6 separate regions of the Mus musculus genome follow, and regions 1, 2, 3, 4 and 5 are each linked to region 6. Evidence: chromatin contacts called from public HiChIP or PLAC-seq and promoter capture Hi-C data. All regions are on one chromosome and are shown on one strand. The core of a region is the stretch at or near the end of the contact, and the rest is flanking DNA. Distances in the headings are between cores, read along the strand shown. Region 1 holds the start of Usp36 (ubiquitin specific peptidase 36). Region 2 holds the start of Rptor (regulatory associated protein of MTOR, complex 1). Region 3 holds the start of C1qtnf1 (C1q and tumor necrosis factor related protein 1). Region 4 holds the start of Lgals3bp (lectin, galactoside-binding, soluble, 3 binding protein). Region 5 holds the start of Engase (endo-beta-N-acetylglucosaminidase). Region 6 holds the start of Cbx8 (chromobox 8).

The links. Promoter capture Hi-C pulls out the DNA fragments that hold promoters and counts their contacts. HiChIP or PLAC-seq counts read pairs in DNA pulled down with a chosen protein or histone mark.
Region 1: a promoter capture Hi-C map of neural stem cells shows a contact between it and region 6. The contact joins the promoter of Usp36 here to the promoter of Cbx8 in region 6. A contact is called at or near these places in 1 of 39 promoter capture datasets (neural stem cells) and 2 of 115 datasets of contacts at active chromatin or transcription factors (differentiating embryonic stem cells and pancreatic cancer cells).
Region 2: an HNF4G HiChIP or PLAC-seq map of pancreatic cancer cells shows a contact between it and region 6. The contact joins the promoter of Rptor here to the promoter of Cbx8 in region 6. A contact is called at or near these places in 1 of 39 promoter capture datasets (pre-B cells) and 1 of 115 datasets of contacts at active chromatin or transcription factors (pancreatic cancer cells).
Region 3: an HNF4G HiChIP or PLAC-seq map of pancreatic cancer cells shows a contact between it and region 6, with 5 times the contacts expected there. The contact joins the promoter of C1qtnf1 here to the promoter of Cbx8 in region 6. A contact is called at or near these places in 5 of 39 promoter capture datasets (the 3T3-L1 cell line, 3T3-L1-derived adipocytes, hippocampal neurons and 2 more), 2 of 484 Hi-C or Micro-C datasets (both in cortical neurons) and 7 of 115 datasets of contacts at active chromatin or transcription factors (astrocytes, embryonic basal ganglia, embryonic forebrain and 4 more).
Region 4: a FOXA1 HiChIP or PLAC-seq map of pancreatic cancer cells shows a contact between it and region 6. The contact joins the promoter of Lgals3bp here to the promoter of Cbx8 in region 6. A contact is called at or near these places in 4 of 39 promoter capture datasets (the 3T3-L1 cell line, 3T3-L1-derived adipocytes, liver and 1 more) and 4 of 115 datasets of contacts at active chromatin or transcription factors (embryonic forebrain, forebrain, neural tube and 1 more).
Region 5: an H3K4me3 HiChIP or PLAC-seq map of embryonic stem cells shows a contact between it and region 6, with 4 times the contacts expected there. The contact joins the promoter of Engase here to the promoter of Cbx8 in region 6. A contact is called at or near these places in 3 of 115 datasets of contacts at active chromatin or transcription factors (embryonic stem cells and forebrain).

What each region holds. Positions count from the first base shown.
Region 1 is chr11:118,287,391-118,291,952 of GRCm38.p6, reverse strand. Usp36 (ubiquitin specific peptidase 36) reads left to right here and starts at 1,709. Exons shown (of 21, transcript NM_001033528.1): 1 at 1,709-1,996; 2 at 4,187-4,286.
Region 2 is chr11:119,601,492-119,606,194 of GRCm38.p6, reverse strand. Rptor (regulatory associated protein of MTOR, complex 1) reads right to left here and starts at 3,290. Exons shown (of 34, transcript NM_028898.3): 1 at 2,224-3,290. The coding sequence starts at 2,385.
Region 3 is chr11:118,426,243-118,430,703 of GRCm38.p6, reverse strand. It overlaps C1qtnf1 (C1q and tumor necrosis factor related protein 1), which reads right to left and starts at 2,247. Exons shown (of 4, transcript NM_001204129.1): 1 at 2,136-2,247. Gm35598 (a long non-coding RNA gene) reads left to right here and starts at 2,343. Exons shown (of 3, transcript XR_880340.2): 1 at 2,343-2,570.
Region 4 is chr11:118,398,769-118,403,728 of GRCm38.p6, reverse strand. It overlaps Lgals3bp (lectin, galactoside-binding, soluble, 3 binding protein), which reads left to right and starts at 1,770. Exons shown (of 6, transcript NM_011150.3): 1 at 1,770-1,943; 2 at 3,928-4,001. The coding sequence starts at 3,950.
Region 5 is chr11:118,473,798-118,478,366 of GRCm38.p6, reverse strand. It overlaps Engase (endo-beta-N-acetylglucosaminidase), which reads right to left and starts at 1,535. Exons shown (of 14, transcript NM_172573.3): 1 at 1,263-1,535. The coding sequence starts at 1,381.
Region 6 is chr11:119,038,159-119,042,757 of GRCm38.p6, reverse strand. Cbx8 (chromobox 8) reads left to right here and starts at 1,845. Exons shown (of 5, transcript NM_013926.1): 1 at 1,845-1,976; 2 at 2,367-2,410; 3 at 2,599-2,664; 4 at 2,760-2,826; 5 at 3,239-4,322. The coding sequence starts at 1,908. The coding sequence ends at 4,081.

The DNA of each region.
Region 1 (4,562 bases), core at 460-2,959, 750 kb after region 6:
AGGCTGGCTCTTCCCTGGGCATTGGCCACATCCAGTTGCATGTAAAAGTATGTTCTTTACAGATCTCGAAGTGTGCAGAGTGATTTCTCACTGAGAAGGGATTACATTTCTATAACACCACTGCACTAGGGGGTTGGGGGGCATCTGGGGATTGCATTTATTTATTTATTTATTTATTTATTTATTTTGAGACAGGGCTTCTCTGTGTATCCTTGGCTCTCTGGAACTCACTCTGTAGACCAGGCTGGCCTTGAATTTAGAGATCTGCCTGCCTCTGCCTCCTGAGTGGGATTAAAGGTGTGTGCCACTATCGCCCAGCCTGGGGACTAAATTTATTACCTGCCAACTGAGCTACTGACTCTGAATTTTATTTTATTTTTTTGTCCCCACAGATCAAGCCTCCAAGTAAGAGAAATTTGCAAAGTAACAGGCTAATTAGAACAACATCTGGATTAAAAACCTAGGTCTTATGCCAGGTGCCAGCTCCCACACAGGAAGCGTGCTAAAACAGTGAATTTCCCAGGAACTGTATCAGGCTCGGGACAGCAAAAGCAGTAATTCATTGTAGCCAGCCTAGAACAGTGGGTTTATAGAGCCAGCTCCAGCCAGACACAAAGAGTGGTCAGAGAACAAAGAAGTCGGTCTAAATAAAGAGGGAGGATTCTGGGACTGGAACTCAATAGTTAATAGCCCCTACTTCTCTTACAGAGTACCAGAGTTTGGTTCCCAGCCCTCACACTGGGAGCTCACAACTTAGAGCTGCCTGTAATTCCAGTTCTAAGAGAGGATGAGACACCAGTGGCCTCCACAGGCACCTACACTCAGATATTCTTCCCCTATACGTATGTAATTCAAAATCTTTTTAAAACTAAGAGAACTTTTTTTTTCTAATTTAGGTCATATGTGTCTGCCACATGTAGAGTTACATGAGATTTTGAACCACCACTGTATGGGTGCTGGGAAGTCCTTGGAAAGAACGACAAGCCATCTTAACCTCTGAGCCATCTTTCTAGCTCTAAAAGGGACATTGGTATAGGCTAACAGGATTTGGTCTTTGCCATTACTACCCCATCAGCCCCCACTCCCACCCCCTTTTTTAAAGACAAGGTTCTGCTACGTGGTCCAGAAGACATTCTCCAATGATCCTCCAGCCTTGGCCACTTAAGTTAAGCGGTGGAGTGGCTATAGCCAGCATCTCAAGGATCCCAGAGATGACGTTTAAGTTCTGATCATCCCCCACCCCCTCCACTCCTCAGAGTTGCAGAAACTGCTTTCTTGTGCCACAGCGCCTGTTTCATGCAGTGATGGATGGAACCCAGGGCCTCATTCCATGCCCGGCTTGCTAGGGTTTTTTTTGTTTTTTTGTTTTTTTTCAAAAGGACGCCTGCAGGTAAGAACTAACGAACGGTGAATCTTCAAAGCCTCGGTGGCTTGCACTGAACGTGAGCCCTGAGCTCCTCGCCGCAGCACACTGGGCCTGCGCACTGGCAATGTCAGGCACGCAAGCGGAAGTGACGCCACTCGCGTACACCGCGGGAACCACGCCAAGCCGCAGCAGGGTCTCTGGACTCCGGGACGCTTCCGGAGCTTTTAGCTCTACGCGCTTGCGTCATCGCGTAGACTGGCAGGCCTGCGGGGCGGAGGGGTGACGTGTGCGTCGCGAATAGCAGAGAAGGGAGGGTCCAGGGAGACAAGTCGCCGTTAGCTCCGCCTCTTAAGGCGAACGTGCCCTTCACGCGGACTCAGGGAGCACATTGCAGTGCGGCTCCTTTAAACGTCGTGGTGACACGTGTGTGAGGCTCTGGAGGCCCGGATGGTGCGCATGCTGGCCCGGCCCGGATCGGACGCTGGTGCTGCGCGGGCCTTCCGCGGGTTCCCGAGAGGCCTAGGAGGTCGAGGTCGGGCGCGGCGGAGCGCAGGAGCTTCCGCGGGGCTTGGGACGAGGAGGGTGCGCGTTCTACCCGCGGGTTTTGGGGACTCCAGCGAAGGCTGACAGGTGCGTGCGTGGCCGGCGAGGGCACCGGGGAACGCAGAAAGAACATCGGACGCAAGGGACAGGGATCGCCGGGAAGGACAGGGCGTGAGAGGGGCGTAGGGCAACACTGGAGAAGGTTGGGGTGCGAGGGACTTGGAGGAACAAGGGATGCCAGGGACTCCGAGGAAGGGACAGGTGATGTGAGGGGTGCCTGTAAACCCTAGCGTAGCCAGGGAATTGCATCAGTCTTCATCCCAGGGAGCTTCTGGAACGTGAGGTCGCTGGGATCGCGGTTGTTCTCTCAGAGCGGGTTTTCCTTTGAAGGTTCCCGGAGCTGGAAATCTTAGGGTGGAGGTATAGCTGTAGTCCATTTTATAGACTAGGGCAGGGTCAGATCCTTAACACGGATCCACACCGAAATGTAATAGCAGGATAGCATTCTAACCAAAATGCCCATTGCTTATGGTGTGTGATTGTGTGTGCGCGCGCGAGCCTGCCTGCGTCTGTGGCGTGACCCTTGGTGATGGAGATGGTGGAATAGCATCCTAAGACAGGGAGGCACCTTGGATGCCTGAGGATGCCAAAGAGCATGTAGTTCAACTGTTCCCTGACTTGGAATGCTCTGCGGTGGGATGCCTTGGAGGCCCCAGCTCTGTCTTCGCCAGCATGTAAGTGACCCTGAGAATCTGACTTGAGTATTTCTTGGAAAACAGCTTAAAGAGCTGAAGGAAATGCTTTGTTTAAATGACATCTGTCAGAAGGGAGGAGCCAGGCTTGAGTTCCGAATTAGATATGTAAATTGGGCGTGCAGAGTATCCTAGTCCTTGAGAGACCTGGGTCGAGGAAGCATCCCGGTTGGCCTGAGAGTCACACGTGCTGCGTGTGCATGTTAGAGGGTTTGCTGGGAACTACACGAACATTTTTCTCGCTCCTACATCACATAGCCGTATCTTCCAGGTAGAATGATAGACACTTTTTTCCTGCTATAGCTTCAAAAATGATCTTGGCTGAGTAGCCTGCCTTGGTCCTAAGGCCCTTGTGGCAAATGCCTTTGGGTTAGTGTTCCCATTTGCTCATCCCTGAACCATGTTGGGCCAGGACAAAGTTCTCACCTCCCCGTAGGGAGGCATGTGTGGTTTTGAAAATGATGTTTGTGTGGTGGGGATTTTCAGAAGCCAGGCCACCTCCCATCTGCATTCTGTTGGGGGTGGGGGCGTTGGTTAGATGGAGTTCTGAGGCATTCTGCAAGGCAACCTGGGAATGAAGAGGTGAACCAAGATTGGTCAGGCAGTTGTCTTAAGCCCTTGATGGTGGCATTGTGCTGATTGTACCATCCTTTGCATCTGTGTGTGTTTGAATGGACGGAAAACACTTAACTTTTTGGGGCCAGCCGGGAGTGATGGGGCCAGCCGGGAGTGGTGGTGCACACCTTTAATCCCAGCACTCGGGAGGAAGAGGCAGGCGGACTTCTGAGTTCCAGGACAGCCAGGGCTACACAGAGAAACCCTGTCTCGAAAAACCAAAAAAGAAAAAGAAAAAGAAAAAAAAAAACCTTTATGGGGCCAAGTTGACGGTGGTGGGAATTGAAGAAAATGTTTATAGTTAGAAAATTAGGATTTCACATATTTAAAAAAAAAAAACAAACAAAAAACACCTTCCTGGTTAATGAAAGGGGGGAAAAAGTTTGAGGTTTTTACCTATTCTTCTCCACTTGTAACTTTGGACATGTTATTCAGATTGAAGTTGCCCTGTGTGTATGTATGTGTGTGTGTGTGTGTGTGTGTGTGTGTGTTTGTGTATAGTGTGAGGATTGTGATGTAGAACAGAGGGTGGTGTGTTCACGTCATAACTACAGTGATCTGTGAGCACTGTGTCCTCTGGACTCATTGTGAATTCAGCATGAAGAGGGATTTTTTTGTTTTTAAAGACAAAGTCTCACTACAGAGCCCAGGCTGGCCTTGAATGCTTGATCCTCCTGTCGCAGCTTCTTGAATGTTGGGATTAGAGGCAAGCATCTCTGTGCCTTGCTACCTTTAACCTTGATGATAACCTGGTTTTTTTCCTGGCACAAGGTCACAGTTCACACAAGAAAGCCACTAAAGAGACAGCGGGAGAAGCCACTCACAGGTGACAGTCTCGTTCTTCACCCTCCAGGTGCTGGCCTGTTCTGGACTCTACACTTGGCGGTGTTGGTGACCGAGCAGGCTGAAGTCCAGGGGAGCGCCTTCCCGGTCAGTTCCGTTCCTCCCTTGAGAACCTGGTTCCCTTACCTGCTGCAGAGAGAAGCAGCAGCCAGGCACGGGCACCCCAGGTAAGCCCGGAGGTATCCTTGTCTCTTTATTTTTTTCCAGGGACCAGACTCTGGCAATGACTGTTCTGTGAGTAAAAGTCTTGATAAGTCCCCATCACAGAAGGCTTTGCCATTCTTGGGTCAGGGGACTGGTGCTTAATTTCTTTGTTTTTGTTTATTTTGGGGTAGAGAAATCTCAGCTACCTGTGTACCTGATTCTTGGATAGTCAGGGTTGTGGATATCATTTGTCTGATGTAAGCCAGCAGTTTCAGGAAATGTATTTTTCTAACTGTGAC
Region 2 (4,703 bases), core at 2,041-4,540, 560 kb before region 6:
CTCAGGAGGCAGAGGCAGAGATAGGTTTCACTGTGTAGACACCTGGATGTCCTGGAACTCACTCTGTAGACCAGATTGGCCTCGAACTCACAGAGATCCACCTGCCTCTGCCTCCCAAGGACTGGAACTAAAGGTGTGTGCCACCATCTATCTCCTGGCAAAAGAAAAAGAAAAAAACACTTTAATAATAAGGCTGGAGATGTAGCTCAGTTTGTAGAGTGTTGCTTAGCGTGCACAAACTCTGAGCTTGATCACTAGGACCATTTAAGAGTGAATTCAGGGGGCTGGAGAGATGGCTCAGCGGCTAAAAGCACTGACTGCTCTTCCAGAAGTCCTGAGTTCAATTCCCAGCAACCACATGGTGGCTCACAACCATCTATAATGGGATCTGATGCCCTCGTCTGGTGTCTCTGAAGAAGCTACAGTGTACTTGTCATATGTATAAAAAAAAAATAAAATCTTAAAAAAAAAAAGAGTAAATTCCATGGTGCACACCTATAATCCTAGCACCTGGGAAGTGGATGCATGAGTTCAGGGTCATTCTGACTACACGCCAAGCTGGCCTGCACTACATAAAACCCTGACTCTAGAAAAGTATTAAACTAAAAGTTCAAAAGATATCCATTAATGTGATTTGAACAGTTTGAGTACAGGTTTAGGTAGCAAAAGAAACCACATTCAAAAGAACAGGAGAGAAAAAAACGTTTAAAATAAGAACTCCACCAAATCGAATGGGGGGGGGGGGGAGTAGAGTTGCTCTAAAACAAATTTATTTTTAGATAAACACTGCAATCAAATTTATTTTTATTTCATTAGTACTAGACATGTCCATAAAACAGACTTTATGCAGTCTCTCTCAGCCATCAGTTTAACTTAGATTGCTTTTATCCTTGTTTAAGACAGGGTTTGCACGTTGTAGTAGGGCTGACCTTGACCTGTGATCCTCCTGCTTCAAGATCCAGAGTGTTGGGATTACAAGAGTGATTTACCTTGCCCAGCATAAAATGCTTTTGACTATACACCAAGCTGGACTGCACTACATAAAACCTTGTCTCAAAAAAAATTTTCACAACTTTAATCTTAGCACTCAGCAGGATGAGGCAGGCAGATCTCTTGAGTTCAAGGCCAGCCTGGTCTACAGAGTTTCGGGACAGGCAGAGATGTTACACAGAGATATCCTGTCTCAAAAAAAAAAAAAAAAAATCAAAAAACAAAAAAATTTATCAATTTTTTGATAAAATTTAGCCAAATCAACAACTGAAACACTGGTCATTGCTAGAACTATGTTGAGGGTTCATCAACATACACCTTTTTAAAACAATCATCTCAAGTAAAAACATACCAAGTATAAACAAATGACACATTATAACACCAATTTCCTCTTTTATACTGAAAAGTTCACACAAATGAAAGAAGCCCAGGAGGAGAAAACAACTAAACACACATACACACACTATGGGTATACACAGACAAGAGACAGTAAACACACATACACACAATATGGGTGTGCACAGACAAGACACAGTACTCCCCTTTTGTTAGACCAGGAACTAACAGCACTACAGCTGGCTGTTTTCTTTGCTACCAACATCTCATGACACTCCACGATCAGAAGAACGGCCAAAAAACTGAACCCAGGTTCCAATCCATCATACCCCATGCTCCCTAATTTCCACTGAGGAAATTTTATCTCCAGGTTACAGTGACCACAAGTCACATACACAGGGAGTCAGCCTCACAGACAAGATGTTCAAAGGACTGGGATGAAACCTGCTGCAACCTTAAAATAACTTTGCCTGAATTTGTTATTGGCTAAACATTTCAAGTCATCTTGTTTTCCAACACACTTTATCAGACATCTGAACTTCAGGCAACCTGGTTATTTGAAAAAAAGCAGACTACAAAAATAGACTAAGCACGTTAACTATTATTTCCCAAGTTGTCTTTTCTCTAAGTGCTACTAAGTGTAGTAAAGGGCATATAAGTATCTGTGAAACTATAGTTCCTAATTTGGTGTTTTTCCCCCCTCTGAATTAAAACTCGTTTTTAACGCTACTCGGTGAGAAGAGACTAGCCAAAACCCGAGTCTGGAATAGCTTTTTGGATTTTAGTGCAACATGTGTCTTCGAAATACCCGCATCCTTCTAAAAAGGCTGTCCTTGCTCAGAACTTTCTTAGTTGGAAAACTACGAACTCAAAAAGGTGCCATGAGAAGCCACTCACCCGATCCTTCATTCTCCAGCTCTGCGCTAAAGATTTGGAGCCTTCGATTTTCTCACAATGTCTTTTCTTCATAAAAGCCAAAGGCAAGTTCCAATCTGTAAGGTCCGCCTCATCTTCCTCCCCGAGTCCCATAAGAGGCGACTGCAGCATCTCCGACTCCATCAGGGGAGGAGGGGGAGGGGGAGTCCTTGGCAGCAGGCGCTCGAGAACCTCCAGCCTTAAAAACTAGTGTGGACCAGAACTGGTAAAATAAAATACGGGAAAACGGGAAGCTGGGAATAGAGACGGCGGCAGAGCGTTCGAAGATCCTTATTGAGGCTAAACCTCGGAGATCTTTATCTCGAACTCTGAGCGCGAAGTTGGAGGGGGCGGGGTGGGTGGCGAGCCCGTGGGTACCCAAGCCCGCAGGACCCGGACGAGCGGCGACACGCGCGCCCGGTCGCCGGCCCCCGCAGCTCTGCAGGCCGTCAGGAGGGCGGCAAGCGGGACTGGCGGAGGCGGGAGAGACTTCAGGCCCGGCGATGACCCGGCTCTCGGCCTCCAACGCCTCAGTGGCTCCCGGCGGGCAGGCCGGCCCGCTCGCAGGGCGGCTTCTCCGACTGTGCTGGCCCGGCTGAGGCCTCAAGGGATCGGGATCGGGGGGCTTCGGGGCTCGCCCAGCGGCTCTCAGCCCTGCGGGTCCCGCACTCGCCTGAGGGGCTGCAACCTGAGCCAGGACCGGCCCATCGTGCCCGTCCGCAGCCGGGCTCCTCAGCCACCGGGCCGCGCGGCCAGGCCCGTGCTGGCCTTCTGCTTCGTGGCTCTCTCCTACCCAGGAACGAGTCCCGATACACACGCGACACGGGCCCGCGGACAGCACAGGGACACTGGGCTTATTAGGTCAGGGGAGTTTTGCCCTCTGCTCTGGAGCCACAGTGAAAACTCCTCTCATCAGCACATCAAGGAGGACGCCATATTGCCAAGGCCCAGCATGCACCGCTATCTACGGCGCGTCCAATAAGCCAAACCTCTTCGAGCGTTCTCACCGCTCTACCCCTGCTAGGGCGTAGAGCTCGGTGTTCCGTCCTCCCTTCCCCCACGCCGTTACCGAGGTTACCACGTCTTTTCTCCTTAGTTGATCTCCACTAGTAAAATAGACCATTTGCGATTGAAACTATGTCCGTTCAGTTATTTTTAAAAGCTTTTTGCTACTACAAACAAAGCTTCGTGCCTTGATATTAAAGAAAGAAACCACTTGGTTTCGTCATGATTTTAAAAGGTGGTATTTTTAAAAAGCCTCAGAAAAGACCATTGATATTAGACACATAAGACTATCGGGACTTTCTTTTGATATTTCCACTTTTAAAAGAGACCGATTTCATCGATTACGAATTTTTTGTCTGATATACTTTATTTCCTGAACAGTATATTCTTATTTTGCTACAGTTTCATGTGCAAACGTCTAAAGCTGCCCACAGAAGCAAGCCTCCCTGCTGTTGACTTCTCTGGTTCAGTTCAGTAAATCTCAGATATTGACACACTCTGAGAACTGCTTTGGTGCAATGGAAATATAAAGTAAATGTAACGAGGTGCCAGCCTTTCGTAACCAGGGTGCGAGTGAGACACTTTTTGGTTTTTTTTGGTTTTTGGTTTTTTGTTTTTTTGTTTTTTGGTTTTTTTTTGTTTTTTTTTTTTTTTTTTTTTTTTTTGGTTTTTCAAGTCAGGGTTTCTCTGTATAGCCCTGACTGTCCTGGAACTCACTTTGTAGACCAGGCTGGCCACCACCGCCCCGGTTAGTGAAACACTCTTAACCTTTAGCTAGAGTTCAGTCAACAACTGAGCCCACCTTCAGCTTTGGTGTTAGGGGAGCCTCTGTTAGTCAATGTTACTAATTTCAAGCTGCATTTTCTCAGTCTTAGGTTCCTGAACCATAAAGTTTGGATAATATTAAAGAATATTACTAAAAGGATAAAAATTTAGCTTGTAAAGATGCCCAGGCCAGCCTAAGCTACAAAATAAGACCCTTTCTTTAAAAAAAAAAAAAAATCCACTTTAAGAGAAGGGTTGAAAGCTGGGCCTGGTATTTAATCCCAGCACTCTGGAGGCAGAGGCAGGAGGATCTCTGTTAGTTGGAGGTCAGCCTGGTCTACAGAGCTAGTAGTTCCAGAACAACCAGAGCTACAGAGAGAAATCCTGCCTTGAAAAACAAACAAACAAGATGTGAAGGCATTGCAAGCCACCACTGAGAGTGAGCTCTGACTGATCCTGGTATGTTTATAAAAAGATAAAGACAGAAAAAATATGTTCTATGGGGGGAGGGGGAGGAATGGGGAAAGGGGGTTCCTCCGTAGACCCATGCTGAGGCATTCCTTCCCCCTGAGAGACCAGCCACATGTATAGAGTAGAGTTTATTCAGGGCATGGGGAGGGGAGTTAAGAGGGTAGTAGAGGCAGAGAAAGGGAGAGAGAAGGATAGAGTAGAGAAGTAGAGGTGAGCCATGG
Region 3 (4,461 bases), core at 998-3,497, 610 kb after region 6:
TGACCTCAACCTCACCTAAACCCTAGAGCCTCAGCCACCCTCAGCCCTAGTAACTGTGACCCACCAAAGGGCCTGACCCCCTGTGAGTAAGAAACAGTGAGTGAGGGTGTCCCAAGTGAACCCATAGTTTCTACGAAATTCTTTTCATCTTTGTTTTGATGGATGAAGTTCAATGCCAGAATACTTGGTTTATGAGTCATGCTAATTATGAAGAGGGGGGGGGGTGGAGGGCCGGGCACCGGGAAGAATAACAGAAAGGAGTGTGTTCAGAAAAAAATTAATGCTGTGCTGGTTGCTCTGAATAGGGAGGTTACAGCCAGGAATGAGCAGTCACTGCCTTCACCCTCCAGGACAGGACAGCCGGTAGGGCCTGCCTCCTCCCAGGGGGAGGGGCTCCTGGCTATCCATGAACCTCAGAACATCTATTTTGAGTTCTCCGCAGTGGGGGGCAAGCAGGGAGTGTGAGTTTCTAGGAAATAAGATGGGACAGTTCAAAAGCTTGGTGTCTCCTGCCTGGGCAGAGAATCCAAGTTGAGCCCCGGGGAGGGAAGACACTATTTAGCTGGGATGCTTCCTGGTAGGCTGCAGGGCCTGGGCCAGGTAGGTCCTTAGGCAGAGCTGTGAGACACAGGGGGCACCGAGGTTCCCTTGTTCTCAGCCCTCTGGTTCCCTCTGCAGGTTTCCCTCCTCTCCAGTGAGCACTGGAGGGGCCTGGTAGAGAATACACAACTCCTCTCACACTCCTGTGCAGGCAGCACACAGTTGTTGCACTATAAAAAGCAGAGTCGGCAGTTTCTAAGGACGTCACTCACTCCCAGGGGGATCCCAATGACATTTCTCAGTTTTTCCTTTTTTTTTTTTTTTCATTGTTGTTTTCCTTTTCATTTGGTTACTTTGAAACTGCATCTCACTCTATTTTCCTTTGGTTACTTTGAAACTGCATCTCACTCTATTTTCCTTTGGTTACTTTGAAACTGCATCTCACTCATGGTCTCTGTCAGACCATGCTGTCTGGCTCAGGATGGCTCAGGCTAGGCTCAGGCTAGCCGCAGCCTTTCTGCCTCACAGTCTTGAGCCAACATATTCCGTGAAAATTAAAGTTGGTATTTGGTTGTGGCTGTTTCCAGTACTGGAGAAGCAACCCCTGACCTTTCACACGCTAGGCACTACACACCCTGCGTCTGATCCACATGCCGAACCCTGTTGTCAAAGCTGAAGAATCATGTTCTGTGGTCTCCATTCCAAGAAACAGGTCACAGGAACAGAAGGAGTCGGAGAGGCAGCTCCCTCTCACCCTTCCCAGAGACAAGGGTGGAGCCAGGAGTAGCTGGATGGGAGGAGGCTCTCCAGGGCAGGGAGCAGCCTGGGTGGGTGCATGAATAGATGGGGTGGGACTCAGGTTAACCTGTAAGTTACATCTTCACCCACAGAGATGCCCAGACTTGTGAGTCTAGGTGGACACAGGCTGAACAAAGGTCCTGGGGCATCTTAGAGTCTGCAGCCAGCCCTAGCTCAGGGCTACTCTTAGCACCATAGGCAGCTTTTTTCCTTCCCAGGAAGGTCCAAGGAGAAGGGATATTTGTTTTTTCCTGCCCAAACTGGATGTCCTCCAGGAACAGCGAGGCTGTTAGAAGAAGGGGCCAGAGTCCACACTTCCTGTTCAGTGTTGGGGTTCCAGCTGACCACTGACAGATGGGACAGACCTGATCCTAGCTGTCCCAGGTGATACGGACAGGCATGGGGTGGCACAAGCTGGGAACAGAGCTGCTCTTTCTCCTTCCACACCCTCTAAAGAGCATCCGGGTAAAAGAGAGACACCCCACAAAACAGTGGAAGAATGCATAGTTGGTCCTGTCAGCATCCTACCCGCTAAAGAGCCCGCCCCCTGCACGCTCCAGGGAGCCCCAACAAGCTGCCTCTCTGCACAGCCAATCTGTGCAGGGGGAATTAGCAAGAATAACTCAATGCTGTCCCCAAAACTTCTGCCCTGCTCTGTCTGCCCCTTTGCTGTAAGTCCACATCACATCTCACTCCAGAGAAAGCGTCTACTCAGTCACGCCTGGGCACCCAGATGAAGCCACGAAGACGGAGCTCAGAGGCATGGGAGTCCTTCCCGGTCTGTCCAAGCCACCTACCTCCTTCCAGCTGAGCCGGCTGTGCAATGAAATCCTCCAGCCTCTCAGGGCTCTCGGGGAGGCGTCTCTTAGAGCATCTCCCAGGGGCTGAGCCTTCTAGGCTAGGTCAGGAGGGGAAGCACAGACGTGTCAAAGCAGAGAGAGAGAGAGGGAGGGAGGGAGAGAGAGAGAGAGAGAGAGAGAGAGAGAGAGAGAGAGAGAGAGAGAGAGAGAGAGAGAGAGAGAGAGAGAGCCCGAGGGAGAAAAAAGTCCCCCAGGGGGAAACACTTAAGGAGGAGGAAAGGGGGAGGTGCAAGGCACAGCAGTCCCAACACCTTTATCTCCTCAGCTGCCTCCAAGGTCTCTTTGGCCAGAAACGGAAACGTGGTTTCTCTCAGAAGTAGAGGAAGAGAGGAAGAAAGAGGGACCAATACAAAGCGCCAACCCCAGCCAGATGTGAGTTGTGGAGGAGCCTAGACCGCTCCTAGTGCTTTCTATCCAAACAGCAGCCGCCAAGAATTAACTGTGTGTGTGCCCGGCTGGCTGGCTGGCTGACTGGCTGTCCCTACTTCTGGACGCCCCAGGGAGCTGGCACAGGCTAGAAGGGGATGGAGGTGGACGCTTCTGTTTATCTAGAGGTCTTTCCAGATGTGAAGGTGGCTGTGAGCCCAGGACGAGGATATTCCATGCAGGACAGAGACCTGCAAAAAGGCAGAGAATCTCAATTGGTGGTAGGAGCATTGATTTAGGTGTGTGAGTCCCAGCAGTGGTCCCATCTGAGACCCTTGCCATCAGGGCTACTTGTACTCCAGGGACCGAGGGTAAATTTGGTATCCATGATTCCTTTGTAGCAAAATGGCAGGTTGTGTGTTCATGCAAGTATGTATTGGAAGGGGATCACTCAGTTGCTAAGAGTCTAGAGAACCCTATGAGGCAAAGGTGGGCAGGCAGCATCTGGAGGGTCCAGGTCCTCCAGTGAAGCCCTGGAGTGTGGTGCTGGGCCAGCACTCTGCTCTGGACATTCCTTAATCTTACACACATGCCCTCGTGAGTCTCCTCCTGTGGGGATCATGTCCCAGGCTTCTACAGATCAGTCCCTCCTAGCCTCCATCCCCAAACACTGAGTCAGAAAGCTTGCTCTGGGATCTTATTACAACTCTAAAAGAGAGAGGATCTGAACTGAGATATGAAACTACCCTGGTGACATCAGACTCTGAGAGCGCCTTCTCCCTCCCCCTCCCTCTCCCCCTCTCTCCCCCCTTCTCCCCCTCTTCCTCTCCCCTTTCTTTTCTCCTCCCTCTCCCCCTTTCTCCCTCCTCCCTCTTTCTCTCCCCCCATCTCCCCCCCTTCTCCCTTCCCCTTCTCTCCCTCTCTCCATTTTTCTCCCTTTACCCCTTCCTCTCTCCTCTTTTTCTCCCTCCCTCTTTCCTTCCCCTCTCTGCCTCCCCTCCCCACCCTTCCTCCCCCTCCCACCCCTCCTTTCCTCCCTCCTCTCTCTAGGCAGGAGATGCTGGTTTGGGATAGCCCAGGCAAAACAAACAGGCTGCACTTTTCTACTCTTTGCTGTGCCAGCATAAAGAAGGGCCAACAGAATCGAAAGGGGAAGAGAAGGGGTGCAAGCCAGTGCCCCCATCATCTCCTCCCAAGGCTGGGCATAGAAAGGCAGACGTCAAATCCCAGAATGGCCCAGGATGGAAGGAGAAGAGGGAGGATTTGACGTCAGGCAGAAGTCTGTGAATTCCCACAGGCTTCTCCAGAAATTCCAAATCCAAGTGCCAACTCATGAGAAGGAAAGACATTGCTGGCCCTCTGGTACCCGGCGGAGCACTTAAGGACGCCTTCAAGAATACATAGATGTGTTCCACCAGAGATGTGGCCAGCCCCAACCTAGCAGCCCTGAGGAGAGTTCCTGTTGCTTGGCAAATATCTAAGACTGAGCAAATTGCATCCTTGGTTATCTATATAGGAAAAGGCAAAGACAAGATTCCCCTCATTCCTGTAAGTGACATGCCGCTTCCCACCCAGCACATGGACCCAGCCTGTCCCTTGTCTCTCTGTCCCCAACATCTTTCACAGTAGAGATGCCAGGGAGAGCAGGCAGCAGAAGCAAGAGGGACCCTTAACCCCACACCCCCTGTCCAGGGCTGCTGCAGGGTCAACAAAGAGTCTTGGAAATCTTGTGAGGAGAGAATGCAGCATTGCTTTTTATCATGGTCCCACCCAGAAGACTCAGCTTAGTGAAAACCTGGCTCAGAGCAGTACAGCAGGATTCATACAGTTGGGCATGTGACTCAGGAGAGGGACACACACACCCAAGATGGATTTAGGATGGAGGTTGGGAAAGCAG
Region 4 (4,960 bases), core at 521-3,020, 640 kb after region 6:
AGATTGCATTACCAAGTCAGGCGTGTATGGGAGCCAGTGTATCTGCTTACCAGCTATTGCCTGGGTTTGGTCTCCAGGGCCTTGGAGCCTTCCTCTCTGTTGTCATACCTAGGACAAAGAACTCAAGGCACAGGATAAAAGGATTTGCCAGACCAGAACTGGTGTAAAAAAAAAAAAAAAAAGTAGACACCAAGGACAGAAACCCAGCCGGTGAATTCCTGAACCATACACCTGAAAAGGAACAGGGTGATTTTATACCAATTCTGAGTCACCTGGCTTTGCCTCCTGGGCCATTTGTGTCAGACCTTTTGAATAGTGTTCAAGAGGACAGTTGGGTGTCTTGAGGTAGGAAACCTTACAGTGCTGGTGCCAGGGGAGCTGCAGGGAGCTGCTGGGAATTAGGCCACTGTCTAAACATCATAAGTCTGGGGAAATTTGCCTTTGTAATTTTAGTGTATCTTACATGTTTGGAACTTTTGTCTGCATGCATGTATGTGTACCACGTGTGTGCCTGGTGACCATGGAAATCAGGAGAGGGCATTATATCCTTTAGAAATGGCATTATGGGTGACTGTGAACAGCCATGTGGGTGTTTCAAATGGAACCTGGGTCCTTTGCAAGAGCAGCACGTGTTCATAACTACTGAGCCATCTCCCTAGGCCTCTTTGAATTATATATATATATTTTTACATTTATTTACTGTGTGTGTCTACATGCATGTACATACATGCCACGGTACACTTGTGTAGATCAAGACAGCGTACAGGAGTCAGTTTTCTCTTACAGTGAGTCCCAGGGGTCAAATTCATAGCATCAGGATTGGTTACTGCAAGTCCCTTTACCCGCTGAAGCAGTTTTGGTGGTGGTAGTTTTGTTGTTGTTGTTGTTGTTTTAGGATTTTGTTTCGGTTTTGTTTCTGTTTTTGTTTTTTTCCTTTGAGGCAGGCTTTCTCTGTGTAGCCCTGACTAACCTAGGACTCACTATGTAAACCAGACTAGTTTCTAACTCACAAAGATCCACCTGCCTCTGCCTTCCAGCTAAAGGTGTGTTCCACCATGCCCAATTAGCCCTACTTTAAAAAAAAAGGTATTGTAGAAACCTTTTAAGATTTAATTTTTAAAATTATATGTGTGCATGCATGAGCACACTTGGGTGTGGGTGCCTACAGAGTCTGAGCCCCTGAAGCCAGTTACAGGCTATTCTGAGCCAACCAACATGGGTGCTGGGAGTTGAACTCAGGCCTCCCATAAGAGCAGGTGGTGCTCTTAACCACCAAGCCACTCTAGCCCCCAGCCCTGCTTTCTGCTTTTAGCCTTTATATCGCTATTCTTGTCTCTCAGGACCACTCTGTGGCCCACATACCTTCGCTCTGCGCATGGTAGGTTTGTGCATAAGCTAAGGGCAGCCAGCATTCCCAGGTCCAGGAAAGGATAGTCCAGCCCACATCCACATTCACAGACACGGTCTGACCCGAGCTGCTGCTCCTAGGCCCTCTTTCTGTATCTTTCCACTCTCCTTCGCCAGGATGCCTGCCTGGCCAGCCTGGAGATGTATTTGCTCCAACCATCCCCCAAGCTGCCCCACAGGGTGCCTGCCTGGCTAGCCTGGACTTATATTTGTTTCATCAGCTCAGTATATCAGCTCAGCACAGGGCGCTTGGGTGCCTGCCCTCTGCCCCACAGAGCAGCAAGCAGAAGGCTATTAGCCTTGCTGACAGCCAACCCCAGAAGCAGCCTCTGTCATGTGTTTTCTGAAAATCGAAACTAGGTGAGGTTTACAAAGCATTTCCTGGGACGAGGCTGAGGAAAGCCACATGGTGGAGCTTTTCTCTGCTGAACAGTCTACAGAAGGCTTCCAGTTGCAGCCAGGAAGGAGGCTCCAGGACTGCCTTCAGCCACTGCCTCGCTGCCTGAGGGACAGTTGAGTCCCTCTCTTGCTCCCAGGTGAGTCTCCACTCTACACAGCATGATTTCTGGCAGGCCAGAGCACAGGAGCCAATACAGTTGGGCAGGATGTCCACTGAATGAACAGCTGAAGGGGTGAGTGGGTTAGAGTTTATCCCCGGCCCCCTCCTGGGTCTGTAGATTCTCTCCCAGGACTAAACCTACCTACTCAGTGGTACTGAATGAGCCAGCATAGGCAGGCTTGTCCCATCTTCCCACACAAAGGAGTAGGGCAGAAACAGCCTCTGTCATCCAGTGGACAGCAACATCCACATACACTGCAATGTTCCCAAGGCCTAGAGCGCCTGACCCAGCATGGACAAACCTACGACCACAGTTTATAGTAAATGCAGGGAGTGGGCACCCAGTGCAGTTTGCCTGGGACTCAGGTTTCCCAGAGCCCAGGCCTTCTTGGGATAAAACTGGGGTAATGCCTTGCCACACGGATGTGGGACTCTCTGGCTCCCTCCACCTCCACCAGGGTCCTTGTGGTAGAAGGAGGCCACCCCTGGGCAGACCCTAACCTGTGCTCACTGGCTGTGTCATCTGGAGTCAGTTGGCTCTCTAGCTTCGGCTCTCATTAGGGATGTGGGAACTTTGTGAGTTGTATATTGTTCTGGGTCTGTGCTTGACTAGATGCAGAAGTCTGGTGGGAACCAGTTGGGGGGTGGGGGTGGGGTGCACAGAACTAAGGGCCAAGTCCCACCCATCAGTGTGTTATAGGACTCAACGGTCAGAGCTTATGCCCAGAAAGCTCCCCTGATAGCCAGACTCAGCCACCCATCCTCCATGGTCCAATTAAAAACATAACAGTGAAAAGCCGAAAAAGGAGATTTATTTAATGTGGCCACACTAAGAGGAATCCAGTGGCCTCCCCCATTAATGGCCCAGAGTCTATTAGGGGATATTAACATGAGGTTTACATAGAGGTATACATAGCTAACTGGCTTGCCTGGGCTGTAAATCCCAGAGTGAGCTGTTATTTCCTGGAGACAGGCTTCCTCTCTGGCTATCACCAGGCAACAGCCTTCTCCTTTCAGCGTGAGACTCCCGGGGAGTTCCAGTTCTGCTGTTGCTTCCGCAGTCGGATAGCCAAAGCCTATCCTAGGATCTCTTCACCCCTGCCAAGATGGCTACAAGTGCCCTGGCCCCCTGAGGGCTTGCTCGTGCTGCTCTGGTGCAGAATGTCTGGGGTGGGGGTTGGTCGGTGGGAGAGGGCTGGGGAGGGGCCAATCCTGGTGCTTCTACTGGACCTGAAATATCTCTACTGCTTGTCTCTGGGCCCCTGGTCGGAGTAACAATTTGTGGCTTCCAGTTCCTGCCCAGGAGACAGAGCTCTGTAGCACCATCCACTACCAGTCCCAAGCTGCCTGCTGGGCCTAGAACGAGTCCAGAGTCCATTGAGGCTGCTGCATTTTGTTCTGTGGGTTGCCCCGCTCCTTGCAGGGCCTGAGGGACAATGCCTGGGTGGGGCACATCCTACATACAGGCAAGAGTCTAAGTATTGAGTCCTGTGTGTCAGCACCGTGGTGGTTGACCCTGACCCACATCCCCAGGTCACATCATGAAGTCCCAGACCCTTCTACACTGCCTCTGTCACTTCCCCTTGAGAGTTCCAACCTCATCTACAATGTCCTCACAGACTGGCAAATCTTGTCCCCTGCACACCCCAAAGGCAGCTAGCTACTACTTACAGATAAGGCCAGCTAAAGATAAAGAGCTCTTGTTTGCTTCCTGGGTTCTCGTTGCCAGGAGCCCTCAAGCCACTTGCCTCATCTGGGGACTCTTGCTGACCTGAAGGTTGTCCTGCAGAGCATGTGAGAGAGGCCTGCATGAGAGCCATCACATAGCCATCTGGGCCTTACACAAGAGTACCACCCACAACACCATCCCATCCTCTACAAATAGGACAGGGAGCCATGGAACTGCCAGTCTCCTTTGGAGAGCTGTTGCCAGTCTAACTTTGTTGTTCTTTCTGCTGCAGGGTTGGGCTTCTAGGCCAGGCAATGGCTCTCCTGTGGCTCCTCTCTGTGTTCTTGCTGGTTCCAGGGACTCAAGGTGAGTCCTGCCCCACGAAAGGTCCCAAACGCCTTGTTCTGTGGGTTGTCCCCCTCTGCCTTGCAGAAAAGCTGCATGGCAACCTGCAAGGAGCCATGTCTCAGGATTCTCTCCCATGTGGCTCCTCTGTCATTCTAAATGGTGGTGGCGTATGGCCCCTGGTGCTCCCCCGCACCCAAGTGAAATGCAGGTATTGAAGAAGAGGCCAAGAAATTTTTTCTCATCTCATCAGTGGGCCAAGGAGGGAGAGCACAGCCCGTGCTGTCCTGGAGTGTGTGTGGGGGGGTGTCTCAGGGCACAGGTTAGGGTGGCAGAGAGTCCCTGGGGGGGGGGGGCAGTTCACACACTGCACTGTGGGTCTGAGAGCCTTGTCCATCCTGGACCGTCAGCTGAGTATCCCTCTCTAGTATGGGTGACCCCAATTCAAGCGCCCAGCTGGCCCTGTGAGCATGGGCAGAGACGGGAGTTCCAGAGAAAGGAGAGCAGGACTGTCCTGGCTGCCTGTGCCACAGTGCAGACTGTCTCCAGTCCAGGATTGTCCGCTTTAGGCAACCACTGTAGGGGTGAGGTGGGAACTGTATGTGCGAGTTGGGACCAGCGCTGTGTACCCCACTCCTCTTACAATGGGACCCCACACCACAGCTCCCTCGGCCCCACACTTTGGAGGGAACAAGGAACATTGCAATGTCCCGTTGCTAAGTGGGGACAGTCCAGAGACTCCAAGGATGAGACAGTTGGCATTGAGTTGTCAGGACATCACCCATCATAAGCCGAGGTGAATCTGCTTTCTGCCTGTGTCTAGGAACCCAGGACCCACCTTCCCCCTCAGGCCAGTGTTCCAGAGAGCCAGCAAGGAACCTCTTCGAGTTCACTCTGTAGGCTGAGAGCCAGGGTGCCCTCTTGGAGCAAAAGACCCAGAGCTGAGAGATAGAAAGACCATGGATGGCCTCTGTGAGGTC
Region 5 (4,569 bases), core at 286-2,785, 560 kb after region 6:
CCATCTTCAGCAACTGAATAATACAAGGAATAACTACATTGGCTTCATGAAGTTGCAAAGTCTGAGTACAGCAAAATCAGAAACTGTTCATTTGTTAATATGTTTCAAAGTATCCTTTAAAGAGTAGTGAGGTGACACTATAGTAGCCATTTAGGTACACAGTTATCCAAGCTGGCATCCTTAAAAGCCCCCAGGGCCTGAGGCCATCAGGAATGACTTGAGCTCCCTCCTCAGGTTCTGCCATCAATCACACTGTCCCTCTGTAAGTAAACTGAGGAGCCTTTGGAACTGCGGGGATGGCCAGACAGTAGCAGGCTAAAATGGAGACGTCATCTTTTTCTTGTGGTGCTAGGGGCTCAAACCCAGAACTTCCTACATCCTAGGCAAGTGCTCTGCCATGAATCTCTCTCAAGACCTTCCATTTTAATTTTTGCGATGTGGCCTCACTACACCAGGTTGGGGCCTCAAACTTGTGATCCTCTTGCCTCACCCCATCAAGGAGTTGGAATTAAAGGCCTGTGTCATCAGGCCATGCAAAACACCCGCCTTTGAAATCTCACCACCAAATACTCCTCTTCCAGATGGCGCCCCCCTGGCTGACTCCTTTATCCTTCAGCTGCACCCAAAGGAACTCAAAGTCATCCCGTCTGCCCATGCCCACCTGTCACCTGAATGTCCCTCCAGTAAGAAGGAAAAGGACCTCTTAGGATGGCTTCTACCCACAAATACCTTTCCCGTCGGTCAGCAACCATCCTAAAGTCTGAATAGCCCATCTGTCTCACTGCTGTGGGTTTAAAAACGAAGCAGGACACATCAAGTTTGTGCTGATACCTTTCCCAGTGTCCCACCGACCACGGGGTTACAACCCTGGACCAGGGGGGTATGTCTGTCCACTTCTTTGCCTTTGTGCCTTTGCTCATTCTGATCCACCTAGTACAGTCCTCGTCCCTAAAGATTCAGTTCAAATATTACACGAACAGAAAGCCATCCATGTTCGGGATTGCCTAATCTATAGGGCCAAAGGAAGGTGCAGTAGCCTTGGCGCCAGACTGCCAGAACGAGATCCCGATGGGCTGGGACAGGGTCCGTCATAGGTTAGGAACAAGGGAGCTGCTAACTTGCTCGGGTGGCCCGTCTGCGACCGGGGATAGAAGGATGGAGGGACGTAGGTTTGTCCGCAAGCGACAGACAGTGTCGCGCTGCACGACAGGCAGCATGGCCACCCCAAGCCCAGACCTGGAGCTCAGCCCAGCCGTGCGCACCTCCGCCCCTGCCTCCGCCGCCCCGGCCTCCGCTCCGTCTGGTCCCGCGCCTGCTTCTCCGGGGCCGCGGGGCTCCGCTGCCTTGCAGCTCCCCGGGTCAGCACCGACGAGGTCTCCATGACTGTCAGCGACTGCCGACCGCTAAGCCCTCCAGACACTGCTCCAACAGCCAATCGCAAGCCTGGGCCTGCCCCTGCCGCAGCTCTCAGCCAATGGTGAGTGTGCAGCGCCGCGGTTGGCTCGCACCGAGTTCCGGCTAGGATCTGTCCACGTTCTGCAAGCGGCGGGTGTAGAGCCTGAGTTAAATAACCGGAGAGACGGGGCGGGACCTGATGGGCGGGGTCTAGGAGAAAGGCGGGGCTGCGTGGATCCTGAGCCCAAGGTTCTGAGACCCAAAAAAGTGTTATTTAGAGTTAGCCACGAAGTTTTCTTTCCAGACGAATGAAACAATCTGCCAGCGACAACCAAGTCGGTACACGTTAGCAATGAGCCCTGGAACTGGGCCACAGAGACTGGTGGCCTAGCTTCCCTGGGTCCCTGGCTCCTTGGATCCCTGGATTCCTGGATGGGATCTAATATTACAGGCACCTGTAATATTCTGCTTTTTTTAAGAAATTAAAATATAATTACATGTTTCCCTTCCCTTTCCTCCCTCCAATAGTTCCTGTGTACCTCATCCAATCTCTCTCAAATTCATGATTTTTACTTCTTTAATGTTTGTCATCTACGTGTGTGTATATATAAACACAACCTGTTCGGTCCCTTTAATGTTACTTGTATGCAAATGTTTTCAGGGCTGACCGTTTGGAATTGGATAACCAACACAGGCTGACGATTGTCTTTTCTTACTAATGAACAAAAGAAAGAGGTGTTATAACCAGCTTGAGGCAGGGCTCCATGGGATGCTATAGCCAGGTACGATGGGAAACCTAGGAGTAAAGGCAGGTGGAGAGATGGGGGCAGTGCTGCTGACCTGGAGGGACTGTTTCCATCTGTCCTGTAGGGTGGTCAGCATGGTGAGCATGGATAGTTTTCCCCTGAATGCATTCTTCTTACTCTTAAGCCTGTGTTCTGCAGGAAATAAATCCTCTCAAGTATTCAGGGTCCAGGAAGCTGCATCTGCCAGAGGGCACCTCCCACAGTACCTGGGCACAGAAGAGATTCACAGTAACCTTGATGGTCCTGTGTTCAGAGCGGTGAGCAGAAATGCCAGAAGACGAGGAAATGGCTTCTCCTCCCTGAGCCCAATACCCCTCTGCAGCTTGCAGCTTCTGGCCCCACAGCAGCTTGCCCAAGCCAAGTTCTCTGGGCCTCTTTATTACTGTTTACAGGCTTTGAGCTTTATGAGGCCCCAAGCATCCATAAACGCCAAGGGTGGGGATGGTGACTAAGGTGGTTGAATATAGGCCCTGGTTACATTGCCTGTTGGCCAGTCGGCCAGGGAAGGGACGCTGGGGAGCAGGACACTCTGATCTGTGGGACACAGTTGGCAGGACACCTCTTCCCACTGACCCAGGGTGGGGAGGGAAGCTCTGTGTGGGGCTGCGACAGAGAGAAGGTAGCAGGTCACAAGCCCAAACACAGTCATCTACTATAACGCCTTGTGGAGCAAACACAACTATCTTGAAAGCTGTGTAGATCGTCCCTCCACCTCCCAACTCCCTGCCTCTGTACTCTAGGTGCCCCCCCTCCAAGACCTGTGCATCTAGGACAGGGTCATGAGTGGAAAAGAAGAACTGGTTGAATTCTCAGTTTAGGGTCTGATGACCTGACCCCCAACTCCCCACTCCTTCTACAAGGGCATGATGATAGGCCAGTCTTGTGAAAGTATCGTGAGCGGGGGATCAATTTAGATGACGATAGTTGTGTCATGCCCAGAGGACAGCATCCCATAACACAGCCTAACACTGTCTCGCCCTTTCCCTCTCAGTCCCCATAATGCTCCAAAGACCAGAAGAAGGAGAAGCATGGAAACTGAGGGCCAGTGTGGAAGGCCAAGAGTCTGTTGCTCTGAGCGAGCACTGCACTTCTCTTGCCTTGCTTCCTGCTGGCTGCCGGGCGCGGGAGAGGCTCTGATGCTTGGAATTGTGGCTGCCACCTGAGCCTGTGAGAGTGTACAGGATGGTAGGACAGAAGCAGCCTCCTGGATCTTCCATAGAGTAGACACAGCTTCAACCTGGACCACTTCACGCAGGCTCTCCCGGGAGCAAAGGTGCTTAACTGAGCCCAGCACATCCTGTCTGTGATAGTGACTGGATCTAAGATGATGTATGAACAACAGTTTCTGGAAAGAAGCTGCATTTTATAAGCTGGTTAACCGGTTAGAACTTCCTTGATTATTGAGAGTTTGGAATGTTGCAGACCTAGGGTCTAATCACAGATTATCTGACCTATCTTGGCCCCTGGAATAGCCTCTGTCCTTCTCTCTGGGACCTAATGTCCTGTGACTATTAGCTAAATCCTTTAGAATGTACAAACAGGCCCTCTGGGTTCCACCAACCCCAGAGCTAAGAATGTCACCATATAGCATGGGAGACCTATAGCACAGATGTTCTTATTGTGCTGAACGCACTTCCCTGATGTTTCCAACAGTGTTTGGAAGGTGTCTTGATCTATGACTTCCTTTGTTCTCTTACTACAAAAACTCCATGAAACTGCTACCACACTGAGACATGGAATTTGGGGTGACCTAAATTTGTTCCCAGCCCATGATCATTCTTATCTGGCTCCAGAAATAGCATTTTGCATCCCCCAGTGAGGTGAGGGCTGTTGTTAAAAACAGATAACACTGGAGTTGCAGATAGCCCCAGGACTAATTACATTTGATGTTAATTCCATTCTCCTCTGAGGGGCTGCCAACAAGGAGTGAGTCAGCACTCGGGTGATTTCTAGTAAACCTGCTTCCCACCTTAATTTGTAAAATAAAGGAGAGCTGATGATTGGGCAGATAAAGGGAAGGTGAAGTAGAAGTGGGGGAGAGAGAAGAGGATAAAATGGAAGAGGAAGAGGACACAGAGGAGAAGGAAGTAGAAAAGTGGAGCAGAAGCACATGGCCTGGAGAAACCGCAAGTTCTAAGGGGGCCCCCTTAATAGATGGGGAAGATGGTAATGTAGTGGTAGATCTGCCCAGTCGAGGCGCACAGCTTGGATTCCTATTAATTGAGTTGTGTCTTTATTGCCTGGACTTTCTTGGGTTGGAGATTTACCGCAACAACCTTCATAGATCAACAAGGGCCAGCGACTGCCTTTTCTCATTAATCATCAAAAGAAGGAAAGAGGTTGTTGGCCTCTCTGCTTAGATGGGAAG
Region 6 (4,599 bases), core at 596-3,095:
GGATCCGCTGTTCGTTGAGAACCGAGAGGACTCCTCACCTGGAGCACACCTTACTATGTCTAGGAGTGAAGCCAAAAACTGGAACCTGCGACTGTTGATGCAAGAGGAGGCCTGGGGAGTACCGGCGCAGCGGGCCCAACTCGGAGCTAGCCCCAAGGCCAGCACTGGCGCGTGCAGTGTGTAGCGCCTTGGACCCGAGGCCAGCTTTGCGCTCTGGGCTTCCTGCCTTTCGAAACAGACTCCTTAGCTCGCTGTTTTCCGGGCTTCGTCGTTTTTTCTTTTTCTCTCTCCCCTTTTCCCAGCCTCTTCTTGGCCAAGGGAAACTTTTTTCAGCCAAGTTGATATCGCGATTTAAATAAATTGTGTGTTCCGAGGTCGGGCTCTGTGATCTGGAGCTTGGGTAGTAAAAGGGCAATGTGGGGATAGCTGCTGTTGAACCCCCCCCCCCCCCGCGCCTCAACAGGGGTTACCACGAGGGGAGGAAAGAGAGCCTAGGAGCAAAAGGTCATTGAGTGTACTCAGGTGTGTAAAAGGGACTGAGGCATCTCTGCGCGACCCTCGTCCCCTACCTGGGACTTGCCATCTTCGCGTCGGGGGTGGGGGTGGGGGTGTCTCTTCCAGGCCGCACTAGATACCGCCACACCCCTCAAAGTCCATACTGATGTTTGTCGGGAATCCCCCGCTTACGCTTACGTCGTCTAGAAGAGCCCGAGACAGAAAGTGCACTAGCTCTGCACCCAGGTCTGGAGCAGAGCCGCGGCGCCTCCAGAGCTAGCCAGGCTCTAGGCTCTGCCTCGATGGTCATAGGCTCCTTAAACCCACCCAGGCCGGGACAGATGTGGTCAGGGTTGACTTCTCTCAGGACTGAGGAGTGGATTGGACGGAAACTGCAGGCTGGGTCAGGAATAGAGGCTGGGGCAGGGCAGCTGAGACTTGGGGACAATGAGGGTGGGAAGAGGAGGCTCGCGACCCCTCCTGCAGGGTCTCGCTTCAGGATGGATTCAGGCGGTAAACACTGGCTTGTGCCAGTCTGCTTTGGGCTTCTGAGCCCGGAGAAGCGCCCACGCCAGCTCGCAGGACCCGGAGGGTGGACGCGGGCAGCGCTATGCGACTGGAGACCAAGAGCAGGCTCATTGATTTGTTAGCTGGATGGGACTGGTGAAGAAGGGAGGAGGGGGCGTTGCCATGGAGACCCAGGGTGCGCGGCCGCAAGGGAGGGGTCAGGGAATTAGTAGGTTCGGCGCAAGCGACGTAGGTCCGGGGGTTCGGGCGCGGCTCGATGCGCCCCAGCACCTGTGCATTGTGCATCAACGGCGGCTGGCGACCAGGATGGCGCCAGCTAGGGCATGGGCAGGTGGGGAGGGCCTGGGTCTGCAGAGGGGCAGCGCCTGGCTGGCACCTACGCAGGGAGCCCTAATAGCTCGGCGGGGCAAGCCACGCACCCGGGGAAACGCTGGGCAATCAGGCAGGGGGGCCAGGGGCGGGAGCCTAGGGCAGCGGCCCCCCTGTCCAGCCGTGCAGACTGACAGCAGCCGGGCCCGCCCCGCTTGGCGTCACTTCCGCTGACGGCTCGCTCCCCCTCCCTCTGGGTCTCTGGAGTGGACAGAGACCCCGCCTCCTGGCTATTGGAACGCGGGTCACGTAGCAACGCAGGGGAGACGGGGAGAGGGGCGTGGCCGGGCGCTAGTCCAATCAGCGCCCGCAGAACGGGCCCAGGACGCTTGGCTTTAGCAACGTCGTTAGCAACACGTGGGGCGGGAGGAAGCGCTGGGAGGGGGTGGAGGGAGGGAGAGTGCGCGGGGGAGGGAGGAGAACTGACGTCAGCGGGAGAGTATTATGGGCTGTCGAGGGCTGGCTGCTGCTTTTCTGCTCCTGGAAGCGGCTGAGGGGGGAAGCGGCGAGTCAACATGGAGCTCTCGGCGGTGGGGGAGCGGGTGTTCGCGGCCGAAGCCCTCCTGAAGCGGCGCATTCGCAAAGTAGGTGAAGGGGAAGGCGGGCGGCGACGCGAACTCTCCCTCACCAGGGCCCAGGCTCCCTCCCCTTGCTGCAGCCCAGCCTCCCTTCCCCCAGGTCCCAGCAGCGGCCGCGGCCGTGGCGGCGGCGGCGGCGGCTCAGCCCCAGCGCTCTCCTTAGACTTGCAGCCCTGCACAGATTGCATGGATGGGGGGTGGGGTGGGGGATGAATGCCGGTGCATGCACTTTGTGCAGCGTTTCTGCAGGGGTGCTGCAGTGGACTGGTTCCTTTGGCGGTAGTGTTTGGAGCATTCATTTGGTGCATGCATTTTCGTGTGTATTTCTTGTGTCCTCGTCATGCATTTCTCCCCACGCACACACATACACAAGCATTTTCCCTTTTGCATCTGCAGGGACGCATGGAATATCTCGTGAAATGGAAGGGCTGGTCGCAGAAGTAAGTAGGTTATATGCAATCGCTACCCCACACTGATATCGAGGAGGGTTCTTTCTTCCTCTTTTCCCCTTCACATTGAAATACAACACAAGGCAGCCGGAAAAGTTGCACACACATACACGCCCTCCACTCTGTCCTCTCTCTCCTGCTCCAGGGACTGATGCTCCATTCTTCCTGGTTTCCTTTAGGTACAGCACGTGGGAGCCCGAAGAAAATATTCTGGATGCTCGCCTCCTTGCAGCCTTTGAGGAAAGGTACAGACCCTTAGCCTAGCCACTCACTAGAACCCATACACGCTGACTTCGGTGCAGCCAGGACACACCCCCTTCTCTCTCTTTTCTTTCTTTAGGGAACGGGAGATGGAGCTCTATGGCCCCAAAAAGCGAGGACCCAAGCCTAAAACCTTCCTTCTCAAGGTATGTTGCGATCTCCAGAGGTGGAGTGTGCCGTTCAGGGAGGATCTGCAGGGCTTGTAAATCAATGGGTGCCCTTGCCTTGTGTGTATTTGTAATCTGGACTTCTGTCAGAGGCCCCATCACGGAGTTCTAGAGGCAGGACTTAGCTGCACCAGAAGGCCTTCATTCCCACCCCCCCTCCAGCCATCCCAAGTAGACCTCTGTTACACAAGGAGTCTGTTGGTTGCAAATGGCTTCTTCCAGACAAACCCTCATTCCCCTCCCCCAGACTATTACTAAGAGCCCACCTCCCCACTCAATTAGAATTTCCCAGGCATCCAGGGAAAGTTGGGCAGTCAAGGCTAGAGGTCGTGGGGGGGTGGGGTGGGCGGGGGCGGGGCTTTTTTCTCCTCACAACAACTTCCTTCTGCAGGCCCAGGCCAAGGCAAAGGCCAAAACCTATGAATTCAGAAGTGACTCTACCAGAGGCATCCGGATCCCTTACCCAGGCCGCTCACCCCAGGATTTGGCGTCTACTTCCAGGGCCCGAGAGGGCCTGCGGAACACGGGGCTACCCCCACCAGGGAGCAGCACCAGTACCTGCAGGGCAGACCCACCTCGGGACCGGGACCGAGAGAGGGACAGGGGTACCAGCCGTGTAGACGACAAGCCCAGCTCACCGGGGGACAGCTCCAAGAAACGAGGACCGAAACCCAGGAAGGAGCCCCTGGACCCTTCACAGAGACCTTTGGGAGAGCCCAGTGCCGGCCTTGGAGAGTACCTGAAAGGCAGGAAGCTGGATGAGACCTCTTCTGGGACAGGAAAGTTCCCAGCTGGCCACAGTGTGATCCAGCTTGCTCGAAGGCAGGACTCAGACCTGGTGCAATATGGTGTGACCAGTCCTAGCTCAGCAGAGGCCTCGAGCAAGTTGGCTGTGGACACCTTTCCAGCCAGGGTAATAAAGCACAGGGCTGCTTTCCTGGAGGCCAAAGGCCAAGGTGCCCTGGACCCTGGTGGTGCCAGGGTTCGACATAGTTCAGGCACCCCAGCCTCAGTGGGAAGCCTGTATCGGGACATGGGGGCGCAAGGGGGAAGGCCCTCCCTCATCGCCAGGATCCCAGTGGCCAGGATCCTGGGGGACCCAGAGGAAGAGTCCTGGAGCCCCTCTCTGACTAACCTGGAGAAAGTGGTCGTTACAGATGTGACCTCAAACTTTTTGACCGTCACCATTAAGGAGAGCAACACGGACCAAGGATTCTTTAAGGAAAAAAGATGAATTGCCGGGGTGGGAGCCCAGGACCAGTGCAGGGGAGAGTGAGCTCAAATGGCTTAGTGCTTTTTATTTCTGGGTGACTGTGGCCTCTGGCTGGTCCTGTCCTTCTTCACACCCCTCTTCCCTTTCATTCCTCCGTCCTCAGTTCTGGCTGGAAAATTATCTCTAGAGTTCTATTTTCTATTAGATGTAAATATGTTATTTAAGAGAAAAATATCTAAATATATATATTTCAACTCTTGAAGTTCTTTTATTTAAACGAGGAGAGAGAGAGAGAGAAAGAGAGAGAGACTGTGGTTTGGTAGGGGAGATAGACTGAGCTGGCACAGGAGGGGCCCCTGTCCCTGCAGGGCACCAGCAAAGTTGGGGGCCTGGGCCCTGGGATTTTGGAGGGTGTGTGGAGGGACTCAGCTGGCCCACCTCCTCCCTCCACCGCCGGATTCCCAACCCTCCTGGCACCGCAGAAGATTTTTGCTCTCCTCCCCATTGGCCAGCTAGGCCAACAAAAGGTTGGCTTCCCA